Linked DNA regions of Arachis hypogaea: region 2 is linked to region 1. Evidence: chromatin contacts called from public Hi-C data. All regions are on one chromosome and are shown on one strand. Each heading gives the region's core, a stretch centred on a gene start, on an enhancer-like site or on the middle of the called end of the contact. The rest is flanking DNA. Distances are from core to core; before and after follow the strand shown. Region 1 overlaps LOC112790029 (a long non-coding RNA gene). Region 2 holds the start of LOC112775521 (diacylglycerol kinase 4-like).

Region 1 (3,618 bases), core at 782-3,281:
AGCTTGTTTCGAATTTACATCCTCACACGTTCTTCAGCAGCTCGTCGTTGTTGTCGTTGTGGTGGAATGAGAAATGTTAGGTAAGTCCGATTGTCGATTATTACAACGTGATAAACACATAAAAGTGAGTACACCATAATTATCCCTGACAGTGAAATTTTCAGGACTCAATGAGATCTGGAGAATCAAGGAAGTCAGAAACAGGATTACTTGCTGTAAGTTTTGATTGGTTGTGTTTGCATCGCCCGTAGGGAAAATGTAAAGTACTACTTGTAAGATCACTTGTATTTTTCGTTGTCCTTCTTTAAATAATTCTGAGCATCACTGGCAGTATACATGTGGTTGGCTTTTCGGTTTCATGGGCTTTTGAAATTGCATTTATCCAGTTCAATCTCTCTAATGTAAAGTAACTGAAGCAATTTTACAGTTATGAGTATTAAGTTCGAGTGTGTAAGTTTTTTAATTTTAAGCTTGCTGATTTTCTGGTTGCCCTCTGTTCCTTTTGTGTTACTTAGCTATTGTGAGTTTCTGTTGTAATTTTCGGTTGGCTATCTGGACATTATATTCCAATTAGGTAATTTGATTTCCTTTTTCTTATACAGGGATCCTCCCACCCCTCGAACGACAAGCGTGATATGCCGGTTACCTGGGAGGGTCGACAACTTACTTTCTAACCACTAAATTCAGAATAGCAAACCCATTGTGGGACATACGTGGGCTTTTTAAATTGAATTCTTGTCACTTTTGAATAAGGCCCATTTGGTGTAGGAAAAAATGTTTACATGTTAATACCAAAAGTTGAGTGTTTCACATCACACAATTTGTCAACAGCCTTATTTAATTTTTTCGTTGGGTGTCATGCCAGTTTGTTGTTAGGATCGTTCAACTGTTACAACCAAGATGGTGTCAAGAACATGGGCTTGCACTTCATTGTACATGTAAAGGCCAAAGATCATGACTAAGTAAATGTTTTGGTGTTTTTGACAAATTTTCAAGTTTGTGGTCATCCCACGAGACTCTTATGTAATCTTAATTAATTAATATGCTTATACTTTCATATTCACCACTGGCATTGAACGCTATGCTTTTCTTTTAAATTCATGTATTCTGTCCAATCCATTCAATCTCTGCACCGGAGATTATGTTACATTCAACCCGGTACTGTCTAATGCAGTTGGGTGAGGGGTTACAACACTATAGTGGGACGTATGCAACACTACTTTTAGAGACTTAGTATACGATATCGAAACATATATGAACCACTTAACCGTCATTCATTATATCAGGATTACCATTGAATTATATTCCTCACTTTAGTGTAAAATTCATAACATCAAATCAATTTCAACAAAATAAGATTGATTTAATTAAGTAAACACTATTGTATGCTACGATTGAGTTGGAAAATGGCAAACGTATTAGTCGCCGGTTATAGTCAATAAACACTACGGGTAGAGTAACATACGAAACGCCGCTCGTCAAGGTGAGATAAAAAATCATGTTTCCCGGATCAACAGATTTAACTCGCGAAGCAAAGATATCTTATCCGACAAACACTGCACTTAATACCATGAATTTTACATTTCTAGTCACACAAAACGAGAATTATAAATAAGAGGACAACACTAAGTAAACACAAGTTAGACGTAAAGAAAATTGGCATCTTCCCGGCCATACTTTATGAACGCCATTTAACCCACGTTCCAGCTGATACGGTTTGGCTACTGCGTTTTCAGGGATGGTTGGGGAGATTCATACTTTCGAACCTTATCACGAAGAGTTGGAGTTAGACTCGACCAACTCCGGGTTGTTACAGCGAAGTACATACCTGTATGAGGAACGGAGCTCCCGGTAGCTGGATTTCACTGCCCCGATTTCCCACTGAAGATCGTAGTTCACTGCGAGAGACTCGTCAAGCAGATCGTAGTTGTAGTCATCCAGGTGCTTACCGAAAATCTCCAGTAGTAGCCGTATCATCTCCGACGCCCCATTTTCCAGGGCAATGTGGGGGTCTGTGGAGAACCTGCCGACTGCAGAGAGAGCACCCGTGCGCCTTCCCGGAGGAATGAGGATGAAGAACCTGTGAACAATTCCCACAACGGTGAAGTCTCATGTTTGGATCTGGTAATATGGAGCCGCTCGACCCAGCTCCCTGCAAAGTTGATGTAGACCTGCTTGGCAGCTCCTCTAAACGGCAACCTTGCTCCAGTCACGATCCGGCACCATCTCGTCGACTGCAAATAGAAAAATGGTTCTTTTGGGTTCAGCTGAATGCATCCATGGGGAACGGGTGTGCCACAGTTGCGTACATAAGGGAAACTAAAGCATGCAAACTTGAATAAGTTAAGTGTCTCACCTGCTCCTCTTCCCCGTGTGTTGCTAATGAGCCTCGCGACCTCATCCGCGTTGTCGGCCGCCCAGCGTTCTTGCCTCAGTCTCTCTGCGACGGAGATGCATTCCGGGATGTCTCCGCGTGCCTCAGCGATTAGGTCGCGTATGTGCTCCATGGATGCTACCTCTTCGTAAGAGGCTTGGGGGGTGTTGCCGGTGGACATTGCTCGGTTCTGACACCTGCTGGTGTTGTTGTCTACGCATGCGAGGAGCCTGAAACAGGAGGACCAACCTAGTGGCTTTGTTATGATATAGGTCGAACGTATATTTGCCCCCCTATATATACTCAGTCAACAGTTCTAGGTTGCATAAGTTCTTGTTAGATTCGATTGGAAAAGTTGGATTGGCAAATCAAATAATAACAAATGATGGGAAAATATATTTTCAGACTAATTTGTTTCTATTGTTCCTTTTCCATTCGTAACTATCGTATTTTACCAACATTAACTCTAATAGTTATTTTAATGAGTATAGAAGGTAACTGCACAATACTATTTCAACCAAAAATATAAAATTAGGAAAAGTATAGGGTACCAACATATCATCTGCCAACTTCTGCCAATTCTTATTTATATTTGTGTTTCATAGAAGTGTATTCATAGATGTGTCTAATAATTAATATATTTTAAATACATATATGAAGAGACACATCCAGAAAATATATCTATAAAGACACTTCTATTAAACACAGTTATAAAAAATACATTTTTATTAGACACATCCACGAACACACTTTCATGAAACACAATTATAAATAAGAGTTGGCAGAAGTTGGCAGATATGCTGTTGGTAACATAGCGGAGCCGATAAAATTATTATGTTGCTAACATTTTTTATTAAAAAATTTACTACACGTTTTTTTACAGTCTATTGTTACTGATATGACTTTATCTCAATTATTTTTACTTCTTATTAACTTTTTTTTTATTATTTTAGGTAAATTCTAACAGTGCAACGGCGAATATATGTTCATAAAGAATTGTTTTTTAAAATATAATCTTTTTAAATAACTTTTACAATAACGTCTACCAAAATAAAAAAATGCTACTATGTACGCTTCTTTTTTGAGTACGATGAAATCAACAAAAAATGAGATGTTGAGGTTAGCTTTACGTTAATTCTGCGAGGTGATGAGCAAGAATATTCTTTTGGTGTTACTCTTTTAAAATTATTAAAAATGATTAAAAAAATATCATATTTGTTAAATTAAAAATAAATATAACTTTG
Region 2 (3,633 bases), core at 264-2,763, 44 kb before region 1:
TTTTGTGTAAAATATCTTAACATCAATCATAAAAACATATTTGACAAGGGTTATTTTATTTTCATCATGTACAATCACAACTTTTATTAGCCAGATATTCGTCTACATGCCTATTTAAAAGTTCTAGCTTAAGATTCTTTTTACAAAAATTCTATTTGTACACCAAAGTCAGCCACTAAAATCAGTCACTAATGTATTTGTGTATAAATACATGTTGGTTTAATTTATTTTCAATGTGTATTTGTATTTCAACATGTATTTTATACTGGTGGCTGATTTTGGTGTACACATAACATAACTCATCTTTTTATATAGTAATATGTGATCAACTAAATTAATAGTGTTTTAATAGTGTTGTAAGTATTAAAAGGAGGTACTCGATAACGAATTTAATATTATGAAATAAAAAATTTGTGATTGTAGAGAGTTCAACAAAAATACAAATATATTTTACATTCTATCATGTGGAATAATTCAATCATCACGAACACAATGAACATATACCACAATCCTTATTCTTTCACGAATCTCTCTAGCGCAGGTATCTCCTTTATCAGCTAGCATCTCTAAACATTTTAATCCATATCGGATAAATTCATCTGGCTTCACATCTACTAAATCTAAAACCTGCATCACAACTTAACATACATAAATAATATTGTAATTGTGTAATAAAAACTTTACAACAAGAAGACAAACTCAACCAATATTTTTTAATACTTCTAACCTCATAAAATCCCAAAACAGGTTGATAGAAAAAACTCAACGCATTTTAAATATTAAATATATTGAAAAGAATCTTGTTAAGAGTTTTGTCATATTTAATTTATATCATAGAATAATTTCTTACTAGAAAAACATAAACAAAGAAATAAATAAATTATATGTGCTAAGTTTAAACTTTTTTTAGAATTATGAATTTAAAATAAAAAAGACATGAAATGATAATGACCTGTTCCTCACTCATGAGATGTTGGAGCCTCTCTTTAAGGACAGGACCATGGCGGCCACCACTACGGGGATTGATGAAGACAACGAGGGGTGTTCGCTCTGCGGTGATCTCATTGTCCACAGAATCAATTGTACGAGTTTCTTCAGTAATGAGATCTTGAAGACGAATGCTATCACGCATTGCACAACGAAGGTATTGTGGCATTGTAAGGTTTTGTCTAAGATTTTCCGTGTCAATGCGAACATTGGAAAGGCCACATCCGCGAAGCGAATTTACTAACGTTGATGATCTTAATGGGGTCTTGATATATGTGTCTCCTGTTGTCGATGACGAAGGTGATGCAATTACACTGAGGTTCTCTTCTCCCTCTACATCTTTTTCTCTATCTTCTATCGGATTCATGAGGAAAAAACTATATGATTTGATGGACAAATGTATTGAAAAAATGTTCTTCTGTTCAAGGTATTCAATAATAAATCTATTACCGTATTACAAGATATAGTATAAATATATAGCCTGAGGTTGAGAGAGAAAGAAACAAGTATAATGAAATAGAGTAGGAATGGTTGTGGGGACAGACAAGTTCAATTGGGTAAACAATAAATCATCCTACGTCCTTTTTTATTACAGAATTAATTAGTGACCCAATCATAATGCTCATGCACCACAATTTTTGAGCATTCCACGATATTTATGCTACTTTTTTATTTTCTTTTATATATTATTTTATGTACAAAAGATACATCTTTAATTAGTATCTACTTATATTACCTATATTTTCATCAATTTTTTATATTAGGAAGTATATTTATTTTTGTTCAAATATAATAATTATACCTTTGTATTGCATGAGTTCATTGATGTTTCTATACCTATGTTTGATAAAAATAGTCAAATAAACAAAATAGTACACCAAAATATTAATATATCTATAATACCATTTTTAGTAAGAATTTATACTCAAGTCATAAGTCATAAGTTCGTTCTAATCAGAATATCACATAATGCAAAAAACTAAATTCTACTAATTAACTACTTACTTGATTTAGTAATATTAAAGTCTTACCAAAATTAAATTTCTTAAAAGTTTTTTCAATTTTTTAGCAAGCGTGTAGTCGTAAAAAAGGAAGCCAGTATAGAAAAATAAGGAGTCAAAAAGTATGAAAATAACCAACTACATCACAATCAAGTTTGAGCAATTATAAATGAAAGTTCTACTTATAATGCAGTGACATATAATTGGAAAAAGAAAAAGTATAGAAAAACAACGAGAATACTAAACAACGTAAACAATGGAATAAAAAAAAACTAAAATTAAAATCATAAATCAGATTAGTAATTAATTATTTTTAATTTCAGATTTTGAAATTTAAAAAATAAGAATTTTCAATTAAAATAAATCACAATTGGCACAGTTACTCCTAATATCACGTTAACTTCCCATTCTCCATTTGCGGTCTCCGGTCCGCACAGTCACCCCAGTGCCGCTGCACTTCCCTGCTGTCCGATCCGACATCGCCCAGCCAATGCCGCCCATCCTCCCGCCAACGCCGCCCAGCCTCATGCCGACGATGCCTAGCCTCTCCGTATTTCGCTTGTCCTCCCTGTCGTGCTGTTGTTACTGCTGTGCCGCACCTCATCGACGTCACCATCTTCCCACCGATTGTTCGCATGCCGCCATGGCTAACAACTTTCTGGCGTTAGCTTGCGTATGCAACGATGGAGGCTCGAGTTTCGGCAACCTTTCGCCGCGACCATGCTACCCTTCTATGCCGAGGTACCTGAAGGGCGTCATGGTAGCAGAAGGGAGCAGCATGGACACTATGTCCATGGCAAAAGCATATTTCTGCGTCACTGGAATGACTTGCTCCACCTGCATCAGCTCCGTCTGAAAATCCATCAAACGTCTTTCGGGTATTCGTGAGGCCGTCATAGATGTTCTTAACAACCATGCTTAGGTCCTCTTCTACCCCACTTTCATTAACGAGGAGACCATTCGGGAGGCTATTGAAGATGCTGGTTTTGAAGCCACCTTAGACAGAGACGAATCCAATGAGAGAAATGTTCATGTATGCCGAATGCGCATCAAAGGAAAGACTTGCACCTCTTGTTCCTCCACCATTGAATTTCCTCTCCTGCCTCCGTGCGTCATCATCGACTCTTTCCACCCCGCAAATGTGCTGGATGTTCAATTCACTAGGTACATAGATGGTTATTTAATTCTTAATTGGATGATTATTTTGTTAAATTCAGTTTAAATATATACAATTAACAAATGCTGGATGGTCATTTCACTAGGTAGTTGGATGATTATTTTAATAATTATGTAGATGGTTGTTAGATGACGATCCCGCAACGGTGATGCGAGAAGAGTCTACAGGGGTGGACGATGATGGCCGGTGAGGGAGTTTCTAACGTCGGAGAAGTGGGATGATTGATGAGGTGGGGTGGCAGACGATTTGGGAGGAAAGAAGGTGGTTGGGTGAATTTCTTTAGTAAATTAGAATTGAGATAGTTAATTTTTTAAAATAACATGTTTGGATTTTTTGGCTCAGGTAATTTGAAAAATTTTTTTACTTTTTTTTCTCTTGTATTTAGCTAAATTTGGAGCCTATTATTTATATTGTTTAAATTTTTCATTGTCTTTCTAACAAAATTGATTAAATAATTCAATACTAGGT

What was found. Hi-C and Micro-C count contacts between places; a contact is called where the count stands out from the background.
Region 2: a contact with region 1 is called in a Hi-C map of leaf, with 2.7 times the contacts expected there. The contact joins the promoter of LOC112775521 here to the enhancer-like site in region 1. A contact is called at or near these places in 2 of 8 Hi-C or Micro-C datasets (leaf and an unstated tissue).

Annotation. Positions count from the first base shown.
Region 1 is chr3:27,953,039-27,956,656 of arahy.Tifrunner.gnm2.J5K5, reverse strand. It overlaps LOC112790029 (a long non-coding RNA gene), which reads left to right. Exons shown (of 6, transcript XR_011879665.1): 4 at 3-80; 5 at 165-215; 6 at 603-1,063. Among protein-coding and RNA genes, the nearest start is that of LOC112790029, 4.8 kb to the left of the region's middle. Within about 2 kb of position 2,031, at least 3 of the 3 cell types and tissues checked have open chromatin away from gene starts, as enhancers often do.
Region 2 is chr3:27,996,803-28,000,435 of arahy.Tifrunner.gnm2.J5K5, reverse strand. It overlaps LOC112775521 (diacylglycerol kinase 4-like), which reads right to left and starts at 1,513. Exons shown (of 12, transcript XM_025819184.3): 1 at 953-1,513; 2 at 505-627. The coding sequence starts at 1,354.